2 separate regions of the Cyprinus carpio genome follow, and region 2 is linked to region 1. The links are chromatin contacts, called in public Hi-C maps. All regions are on one chromosome and are shown on one strand. Each heading gives the region's core, a stretch centred on a gene start, on an enhancer-like site or on the middle of the called end of the contact. The rest is flanking DNA. Distances are from core to core; before and after follow the strand shown. Region 1 holds the start of LOC109068867 (myocardin-related transcription factor B-like). Region 2 holds the start of snx29 (sorting nexin-29).

Region 1 (5,575 bases), core at 925-3,424:
CTTGATATATTGAATTAGATTTTGTTTTATATTTTCAGTTTTCATTTTAAGTTTGTTGTGTACGGCTGTCATTTTATTACTTTCTTTTTTTATATTTCTATTTAGCTTTATTTTTATATTTCAGTTTTTATTTTAGAACTTCCTGTTAAAGTCAACTTAATTCATTGCAGTTACTTACAACATTTCTGATTTCCATATGTAGTATTTTCCTTTGTTATTTACAATACACTTCACATTCATATTATATTTATGTTAAATTCAGCTTAATTTCAAAAACTTTCATAGTTTTAATTAATGATAACAACTCTGAGCTAAATGTGTCATTCTCTCACACAATAAGTATAATAATTATACAGTAACAATTTGTGTTGAGCTTTTATGATGATTTTGTTTTTTTTTGATAACCAATAATAATTTTTTTATTTGAATGCCGATAACCGATATGTTGGCCGATAAATCTATATCCAAAATTTTATGTACTTTTGAGAGCCTGATTACAAAAAAAGGTCTCATTATTAAAAGCCACAACCCAAAAACTTCAACATAAGCAGCCTAGTTTGAACAGTGTACATTTTAAAAATAGTTTTACTCTCCCATTACCAAATTTCATCACAAAAATTCTTACAAATAAATAAAATAATGCATAAATAATGCAAACAAGTTGTCTCAGGTCAAGTGTTTCTGAAGGATAAAATGCATTATTTATCTGCTGTAAGATATCGGCCAAATTTTCTTATTGGGCCGATACCGATAACAGAAAAAATTAGCATTTATCGGCCGATAACGATATGGTGGCCGATATATTGTGCATCCCTAGTAACAATAATATGATACTAAACACACTATTATTAAACAGACAACACTCAATTTTATGCAGTATGTCTCACCTAGGGGTTCTTTGTCCGAAAAAGGTTGAGGACTGCTGGTTAACTAATCAAAACTTAGGGATCGTAGTCAATAGCTGAGACTACAGGATACACTTGGTAAAATAAAAAAAAAAATAAAAAAAATGCTGCTTTCTGTATTTATAAGAAATCTAGATATGTGGATAATGTGGTAAAAACAAAATTTGCATGAAACCAAGAAAGATCAAGCAAATAATAGCATGTGAAATCTCGATTTTGTGGCAAACTATACATTTCTAATCAAAAACACATGACAGAGCATAAATCTTGCAACCAGGCACTACAGAATTTGATTTCTGACATTCATGACTTGCGGTGGCATGAAGTGGAGATGCCAGGAGTGTAGTCTAAGAGCTTCCCATATAAAGTTACACCTGTGTATGACTCACGAGTTGTTTGAAGACTGCAGATCTAATAGGTTGTTTACACTCATTCACATGGAGTTTCGGTTTCACCAGGAGAGTCAATGAGACACAAAGAGGATGCAAAAACTTCCAGTGCGTTTAATCTTTCTGCCATACAGATACTTAAATCATCAACAGACCCTTCTCCTCGGCCTACAGTAGCTGACACTGAGGGGCTCAACATGTAAACCCCAGTGTCTCAGCATAAACATCATGTGAAACAGCAGTGTTGATCTACAGACATCAAAACTCAATGTTTACAGATAATACAGTAAGTTATCATGCAAGTAGCCTTTTTTCACGACATACAGGTAATGTAAAGCTCATCCGAGAATACTCACAGTTTCATGTTTGTTTTTATTTTAGAGTGTACATGACCGTCATGCTCCGTGATTGTCAATGGCTCAATCCTCAAATCAGCAAACAGTCTAGCATGAGAACTACAGCGCTACACATTAAATCTCTTACTGCCATATAATGTCGCTTCTTACCCTGTTCCCTATAGCTGTGTCTAGCTTGCTGTAGCCCCTTGGTTTAATACTCCATAACTGTCCTTGATGTTGTCACCCATGTATCCAGGGATTGATTCTGTTTTTCTTTGGGACTGAAGTTTTTCTCTTTTTTTGAGGAAGTAAGATGGCCGATGCTCGTCTGAACTCGGTGACGCAAACAGAGGTGTTACAGGCCAGTCACCATCGTGGGGCGCCAATGTTCCGTCTATCTTTTTGTATATGTTACAACTTCATTAAAATGTGTTTAATTTGAATAAAATTACTGCTGATTTAGGCAGGATTGATTAAAGGTACAGTTAACCCAAAAATATAGATTTTCGTTTCACTTTTACTTCTCAGTCACCAATTACCTTCATGGTACGGAAACACTGAGTTATTATAAAAGTAGTCAAAGAACAACATCCTGCAGTTTTGGAACAATATCTGAGTGAGTAAATGACAGGATTTAAATATTGTGTTAAATACACAGAGATAATTACAGAAATAATTTATTCATGACACAAATTTTAACTTTTTCTAAAAGTGGAATTTGCCAATGAAAATATTACATTTTAAAATAAGCAAATAACAGCATTTAAATATCACACAGCAATGTCACTAGTCATTACAAACTGGAAAGTTTGATTCTAGCAAACAAGGTATTTAAATTTTAAAGGGATAGTTAACCAAAATAAAAATTCTGTCATTTATTACTAATTACTTATGTCGTTCCAAACCTGTAAGGCCTTCATTCAACTTCGAATAACAAATTTTTAATGAAATCTGAGAGCTTTCTGAAGTTCCCATAGACAGCAAGGGTTCTAACCCTATCTAGGTCAAGAAAAATAGTAAGGACATCGTTAAAATAATCCATGTGACATCAGTGGTTCAACCGTAATTTCACGAAGCTACGAGAATACTTTTTGTGCGCAAAGAAAACTAAAATAATGACTTCATTCAACGATTCGTCTCCTCCGCATCACCCTAGTGGCATTTTGGAGAGTATCACACACATAAACAACGTATGTACGCAGATACGTTGTTTACATTCAGATCAAAGCGTAAACAATGTATCTGCATACACACGTTGTTTACATATGTGATACTCTCCAAAATGGCACTACAGGGTGACGCAGGGGAGATGAATTGTTGAATAAAGTCATTATTTTTGTTTTCTTTGCACACAAAAAAAGTTTTCTCATAGCTTCATACTCTCGTATTACGGTTGAACAATTGATCTCATATGAATTATTTTAACAATGTCCTTACTATGTTCTGGACCTTGATCATGTTAGGATCGTTGCTGTCTATGGGAGGGTCAGAGAGCTCTCGGAATTCATCAAAAATATCTTAATGTGTTTCAAAGATGAACGAAGGCCTTACAGGTTTGGAACGACATGAGGGTGAGTAATTAATGACAGAATTTTCATTTTTGATTGAACTATCTATTTAAATATTCAGTAATACAATACAATAATTCACTCACTGCATTTTATACAACAATTTCATAACAGACAGGCACAATTACCAAACCTGAGATTACGATGCAAATACTTTTCTTCTTTACGATGTCTACTTGTTTTTCAGAACAGGCACCACATCCATTGGATTGTGTAGGAATTCATAAAGCTGCCTGGCGTTGCTACTACTGCCCAATATCTCACTAAGCTTATCCTGACTAAATGTTACAAGATCAGCCAGACAGGAAGCATGTTTTATAAGGCTCTTGAAGTTTTTCACATTGACTCCAGGCATACGGAGCAAGAAGTCGTGAGGGCCGGGGTTGTACATGTCTGCTGATTCCGTCACCGTCTCTGATTCTGCAGTAACAGCCTGAGCTGTAGCAGCATCAGGCTCTGGGCGGCCGTGTTTGAGCTCCTGAAACAGCTCTGCTGTCACGTAGGGAGATGGGCACCAGAGCAGCCTCAGGCGGGGGAAATGGAGGGTGAGGAGGGTCAGTTTGGAGGTGACGTCACTGGCAGAGATCTCCTGACGGAAGTCACTGCGGGCCATCAGGGAGAAAGGCTTTGCAGGGTCAAACTCGATAAGCAGCACGGGACGCCGATAGAATCGAGACATAGAGAGGCACTGTGTGTAGAGACGCCCACTCTGCAGGGAACCAATGAGGTCGCTGACACTTTTGCGCTCCACGCAGATCTCTGAAGTCAGTATGTAGTCGCCAACCTCTAAGGTGACGGGTTCAATGTCGAGACCCCGTTGATGCAGAAGGGAAGGAAGCTCACTGCGGAACTCCCGCATGTCAACTATAATTCGCTGCGGCTCTTTAACCTCTTCACGACCCCCTAATTGAACATATCAACCATTATTCAGCACACTGACAAAACCATATTTTATGAATACATCACAGGGAACAATGAAGGTTTACCTGCTTTGCGGGTGTTGGTGGTGGCATTTGCAGGTTCCTGACTGCGGACAAGATCTAGGTTGGTGTCTTCCCTACCCTCTCTCTCTTCTGGCACAACCATGCTGGCCTTTTCCCTATTTTAAAAAGAAAAGAGCAGTTTTTAAAATAAGCGGTGTCACGAAAAGATAATGCAGTTGAGCTAATATTTTCCTTCAGATAAATAGGAAATATTGAGCTAACCTTATGAGGTACTCGAATGCTTGTTTTTCCTTGCTCAAGACTGTAAGATACCTCTGTTCTTCTGTCGAGCCTCCATATATAAGAAAATACACACTAAACACGAGGGGAAAACAATCAGGAAAGTTAAATCGATTACAAGTTATTTCAAAAACATTTTTAAAAAAAATCTTACTGACCCCAAACTTTAAGTACTATTTCTGTTTCTTAGAATATACATTTGCTCCATGCCAATATACGCACCGGAGAGGTTTTCCTGGCCTGCTGGCTTTATAAATCTCAAGTTGCCGCACAAAACTGAGTTCAGCATCATACAAAACAACAAACATGGGGTCAACTTCATGCAACACCCGTGTCAAACTGTACGGGTCGCTGCATCCCTTCAATGGGTGAATGACAGTCAACGGCTCTTTAAGAATGCCATAGTAGTCATCGGAAGAAAGATCAAGAAGAATCTCTTCTTCTTCCTCTTCCTCTTCAGCCATCCTTCCTTCATCTTCACTGTTTCCAATTAGGTCCTTTTCAGCTCCATCTTCCTGCCTTTCCATCTGAGAGACTCTTGACGGCCTCTCATTCTTTGTTAGTTTCTTTGAGTTGGTTTTGGGTTTTTTCGGCTGCCCGTTTTTCCCTTTGCTCTTAGCGGAGTCCTTCTTGGGCCAGCCTTTGTCAAGCTTCAGCAAATCAGGCTGAGGATCTTCTTTTCCAATGGTGCGTGAATAAAGGCGATTCAGTAGGTGCTCCGCTCCTTTTTGGATGTATTCTTTCAGCTGAGCGCATGTTCTGTCATCACTGGCGCATATCAACACACGGCCTGGTGTACAGACAACTAATTTAACTTAATGTTTTGGATATGAATGGTTATCATGAAACACTTAACTGTTAAATGGTTTTACCTGGTTCATGCTCACGGTTGCTGTTTTCTTTCTCAATCTCCCGTAGTACCTCTGTTAGCGCTTCCCATTTTGGATTTTTCTCAAGCACAAGCTCTCTTATTGGAGGGGCTAGTTTTATACATAAATAGAAAAGAAGATACTAATATGCACGTGTATTAAAATCTGAAACAAAGTATGTAAACACTTTTTCTAAGAAACATTATACATCAAACATATTGTACCTAGGGCACTTTGTTTCTGGTCAGTCTCTCCAACTTTAAGTTTCTTCTTTGACTCCTGA
Region 2 (5,650 bases), core at 74-2,573, 250 kb after region 1:
TGCGCGTCTGTAAGGTACAGTGTCCTGAAATATTACTGGCTGAATTTACCAGCATAAACACACTTAAAATAAAGAGATACAGACATTTATATATGTGACGCTGGACCATCAATTCAAATCAGTCTTAAGTCGCTGGGGTATGTTTTTAGCAATAGCCGAAAAAGCATTGTACGGGTCAAAATTATTGATTTTTCTTTTATGTCAAAAATCATTAGGATATTAAGTTAAGATCTTGTTCCATGAAGATATTTTATACATTTCTTACCGTGAATAAATCAAAACCTAATTTTTGATTAGTAATAAACATTACTAAGAACTTTATTTGGACAACTTTAAAGGTGATTTTCTCAGTATTCTGATTTGTTTGCACCCTCAGATTCCAGATTTTCAAATAGTTGTATCTCAGCCAAATATTGTCCTATCCTAATGAACCATACATCAATGGAAAGTTTATTTATTCAGCGTTTAGATGATGTATACATCTCAATTTCGAGAAATTGAGCCTTATGACTGGTTTTGTGGTCCAGGGTCACATATATGCAGTCAATCTTTTACCATTAATGTTATTCATACTGTGATTCATATCATGCACTTGAATGAACCCCAACATAGTATCACTTGAAATGACCTGTCAAAACAACAAATAAAGAAATTAAGAAGTTGTTTCAGCTACTGTAGATATGGAGATATGTAGTCAGACCGATCAGATTAACACTTTGAAGTTATCAAAATTTAAGTTAAATTTTACTCTATTTTATGCAATTTCAAACTTTAAATAAGTATGACATTTAAGGATCTGCATATTCACACTACCGTGACACGAGCTGAATGTTCTGAAACCTCTGGCTGCCTCACAAACAATATTTAGATAACAATTACATGTGCTGTATATACAAATAAACAACGTAACAGCATGAATCCATCACCTCAGATGAACTCACCGTTCATTCTGAAATTCCAGATGAAACGGTTTAGCAAACGACATGAATCCCAGTCGTGTAGGTCCCCAAAAGTATCAGATTAATGCCAAAAGATGTTTAACAACACTGTTTACATTTTGGGTCGTTCTCCATAGTTTCATTTGCAGAGCAGTTACAGTACAACGAGGCCTAGCTTAGACAACACTAGCAGTTTTTAAAGCCGTTTAATGCATCACAACTATGAATATTCTGTTTATGAAGTATCGTAAGGGTTTACTATTTAGCATGAGTGAACTGGGTTTTGTTTTTTCCGAGTTAAACTGTATCGTTGTGCTAACGAGAGCTCGCTAATGCCACTGTACGGCGCTCGTGTCAGTCACATGACGTTGCCCTGGTGTCACGTGACGGCAACATTGTCACGTGGGTCGAAAACTATTTGGAAGTCGAATCTACGTCAGTGGATTCTGAAAGTCTGATTAATGATGAGACAATTCACACGTACACGAATACTCCGTCATCGTTTACTCACCCTCGTGTCGTTCCAAACTAGTATGAATTTATTTCTAATGAGAAACTCAAAGCTGGAAAGGAAATGTTTGGCAGATTGTTGGGAACCGACAACTTCCGTCACTCTTTTCGTACAGTGACAGTAAATGTTGACTGAGCCTACTATTGTGCCTAACAACAGATCGATTAAATGTCATGTATTGTAAATGTAAAAGGTGATGGCTGATTAAAAAAAAAATCCTTTTAAGAATTTATTACATAAATGTCATGCAAGTATATTTACAAACTGTAAGACTTCATAATTGAAGTAACACATTTTAATTGAACAAAGATACAGCATAAATGTGTACTGGGTTTGCATTGATAAAAAAAAATTGTAAGAGTGACCTTTTGGACAAAGTATGGTGAATTTTTTTTCTAGTATTTTATCAATTCTAAAATCTAAATAACACTGAGATGTTCACTTCTGACAGTCAGATATTTCCATCCTGTGTTCAAGTTCAAGTCCTGTGTCCATTATTAGTGCATCCAGCAGTCGTGACAGTTTTATCCAGTCTGGACAGAGTAAGGATGAGGCGATGCCCGATATCATCCTTCACCAGGTGATGTGCAGTGTTATGAAAGTTCCAGTGACCTCCTCTCTATATAACAGGTGTACAGTGGTAAGCTTGCACTGTCTTTGTGGTAACCAGCAATGTAGTGCCTTCCTCAGTGGAGGGAAGAGGCAGGTTGGAGTTGTAGTGATGCTGGTTCAATCCATCGGGGAAATCAGTTGAAGCTTCATCCGTATCTTCAGACTGCTCTGTGACATTCGAGCCTCTTTCGCTGTCAGTCTTTTGTTCTTGACCTATCACTGTGTGACATTTCATTGACTTTATAAGAATTTGTTTCCCACACAATTAATGTCATTATAAAAACAATGACTGCTAGCTTAAGCATATTTAGACATACAAATCATATTAAATCAAATAATATATTTGTTGTAATAATGCCATACATAACATCAAGTACAGTAAACTAAAAATAAATGTATGTCCTATGATTATGACACTTATAGTAAAGTGCTAATATTTGAAGCAATGTATTATAATTTGGACAAAACTGTCTACATTTTTCTATCAAAAGTGCAATATACCTTTGTTCATGATGGGCTTACAGGTTTTTCTGCGTATAACTCGCAGAATAATGGTCAGTGCTGTGAAAGCTCCCAGGAACGCAAAAAACACGATCAAAATTAAACGGATATTTTGATTCTTTTCAACTTCATTTTCTGGAACTGAAAAGGACACATAAGAGGTACTGAATAAGAGACTGAAATCATAAAACATTGTGGACTTCATCATACAGTTCTACTCATAAGTGGCCATTCCTTTTGCAGAAATAACAAAAGTTTAAATTATTTTGTTTAAATTATTGTATTTAAAAATACTATTCTTTGAAAAAAAGAAAAAAGAATAATTGCATTTGGTATTTTTTGTTGCACTGTTCTAAAGAAACTCTGAATTGCTATTTTTATGCATTTCTATTACCCATATATTTCAAAAGACAAATTAGTTTATATCCTCAAGATTGTCTTTTAACATATTTGACTTTTAACATATATATGTATATGTATATATATATATATATATATATATATATATATATATATATATATATATATATATATATATAAATGTTACAAGACAAAACAACTTACTGATTCTGCAAGTAGTATGTTGACTTACCATAACTGTAACTATTACATTTATACATAAAATGAGTAAATTCAATGTGCTTGTACAACTATCTTAGTCTTAGTTTTGAAAATGAAAATGAAATGAAAAAGGTTTTAAATCAGATATAAAAATGATACTTACTTGAGGTACAAAATATTTTGCAAATAATTGGTGGGGAGTTGCATCTAATGGAGCAATGCTGACACTCCTCAAGAAGTCCATCGTAATAATAATTCTTTGCACATTTTCCCTCAGCATAAATAATAATGTAAAGCAGCAAAATAAAGAGAAGCATCTTCCACTGAGGTGCTAGGCGTCACTGAACTTACACAGCAGCCAACATTTTATTATGCCCCAGTATGTAAATATGTCTCAAGAAGGGGATGTCCCTGAGGCATCAACATTTTTGTCTTTCACGTTGACATCAGTTTAAATTTTAGTCACATTGTCTCATGACAAAATGACTAAAAAAATCCATTTTGATCTATTTATATAACTACATTGAGAAAAAGAAAAAAAATATTGTTTTTACAGACAAAAACTAGCAGCTTCGGAATAATTCTGTCCATATTTATAAAACAACCTATAAATTTTACAGTTTAAAACTATCATTTTTTTTTTTTAAATTACAATTCAAGCCTGTGAAGTCCACGTGCTACTAAAATCTGTTTTGTACCTTTAACATATACTGATAACCACCATAACAACACAGGTAGTAAAGAGAAAACCACATGAAGAACCAAAGTTCATCACAAGCAGCCTTTCCACAAGCTGAGGTAAATAAATACTAATATGAGTGAAGTGACATACAGCCAAGTATGGTGACCCATACTCAGAATTCGTGCTGTGATTTTGACTCATACATTACTAACTCTAAAAATGTGAAAAAAGTGACGTAAGACCGTGAACACACACCCGGAACAGTGGGCAGCCGTTTATGCTGCGGCGCCCGGGGAACAATTGGGGGTTCGATTTGGGGTTGCTCAAGGGCACCTCAGTTGAGACTCGAACCCACAACCTTAGGGTTAGGAGTTAAACTCTCTAACCATTAGGCCATGACTTCCCATTTATATACCGTCTACATTCATGTAACACACATTGACACTAAAATAATGCAATAAACATTAATAACATTAATTGTAACATAAAACCCTAATATATATGAATGATAACTAAAACCTAAAAGAAATACCATCAAATGTGAAGTGTCACCATGGGCAAAACATGAAATAATACTTTACATTTGCATTTAACAGTTTTACTGTAAACTAACATTATATTACAATTTGTACTCATATGTAGGTATCTTCCTGTTAACCAAAGTCTTTTATAGTTAATTTTATCATCATTTTTTACAGTGTGTCAATAGTTTAAACTTTCAATAGTGACCTTTCGAATAAAATAAAAACGGACTAATAAATATGTTCTTAAATTATTTTAATTGCAAAAGTCTGTATACATAACACACAAATAATAGATTCCTGATACTGCTATAAACACATAAAAGCAAGCACTGCTTATTAGATATATTAGGACAACAGTAAAAATAGCACAAAAACACAACATGAAAATGATAAAAATCAAGTATATTTGACTAGCATATTATATTAAATAACACAAACATATTTTAGTTTAACTGGATTAAAAGTGGAAATCATAAACGATATTTTTAAAAAATATATGTATGAACAATTATATATAAATGTAGCCGAAAAAACTGATGATCCTAAAGATCTCTAAAGCACTTAAAGGCAAGTCATTTCTAGGCCGCATGGATGCAGATGTGAAGAGGAGGGTCTCCCCGCAGAGCACTGTGGGAATAGAGATGCAAATCAGAGCCTGACATTGAATGTCGAACAAAGTTTGCTATGTGCGATACAAAAGATAAGTCTTATTTGATTCTCTCTCCTGACCAATAGGGGCCCACCTAAAGACCAGAATGCTATAAATGATTAACAAGCCCACACGTTGCATGATCATTAAAATAAAAAGATCATGCTTATAGATAATGACATGGAAGATAACTGGTTTTAATGCATTATCGAACTATGTATTCATTTAAAACAGTTTTACCTGTACATTATATCACTAAAGGATCTCGGTTCAGATGGTTGGTCGTCCCAGGTGGTTGTGTATTCAGATAGGAGCTCATGGCAATAGTAACAGGTTGATCTGCTCTGGCTGTGCGGTTTGCCTGAGAGCCTTCAGCCTGAGTGTTGATTCTTCCACTTCTCCTGAAGGAATTCCTCAGTCCGTTGGAGAGACTGCTGGACACTTTACGCATGACGCCTGAAATTCCTTTAGTGCGTTTGTATTGAGCAATGTCATCCTCTAGCTCTTCAGGAGGCACTTCAATATTACCAGTGTACCAAAACACCCACCAGATGAGACTCAGGAAAATAATCACAGCTCCAGCGTAAATTAAAAAGTCGTGGAAAAAGATGTCCCAAAACACACCAACCAGGAGGACAAAAAGTCCAAAAATGTCGTGAAAAACAGCAAACC

The links. A called contact is a pair of places that touch in the nucleus more often than the background predicts.
Region 2: a contact with region 1 is called in a Hi-C map of skeletal muscle, with 5 times the contacts expected there. The contact joins the promoter of snx29 here to the promoter of LOC109068867 in region 1. A contact is called at or near these places in 3 of 8 Hi-C or Micro-C datasets (liver and skeletal muscle).

What each region holds. Positions count from the first base shown.
Region 1 is chrB12:11,232,914-11,238,488 of ASM1834038v1, forward strand. LOC109068867 (myocardin-related transcription factor B-like) reads right to left here and starts at 2,175. Exons shown (of 15, transcript XM_042735343.1): 1 at 1,651-2,175. It overlaps ercc4 (DNA repair endonuclease XPF), which reads right to left. Exons shown (of 11, transcript XM_042735344.1): 6 at 5,517-5,575; 7 at 5,296-5,403; 8 at 4,646-5,213; 9 at 4,406-4,498; 10 at 4,187-4,299; 11 at 2,294-4,103. The coding sequence ends at 3,373.
Region 2 is chrB12:11,486,036-11,491,685 of ASM1834038v1, forward strand. It overlaps snx29 (sorting nexin-29), which reads right to left and starts at 1,324. Exons shown (of 23, transcript XM_042735346.1): 1 at 938-1,324; 2 at 804-809; 3 at 556-635; 4 at 1-7. The coding sequence starts at 610. It overlaps LOC109107798 (tumor necrosis factor receptor superfamily member 17-like), which reads right to left and starts at 3,486. Exons shown (of 3, transcript XM_019120995.2): 1 at 3,287-3,486; 2 at 2,563-2,703; 3 at 1,491-2,280. The coding sequence starts at 3,440. The coding sequence ends at 2,069. LOC109107285 (a long non-coding RNA gene) reads right to left here. Exons shown (of 2, transcript XR_006156087.1): 1 at 5,219-5,650; 2 at 4,566-4,956.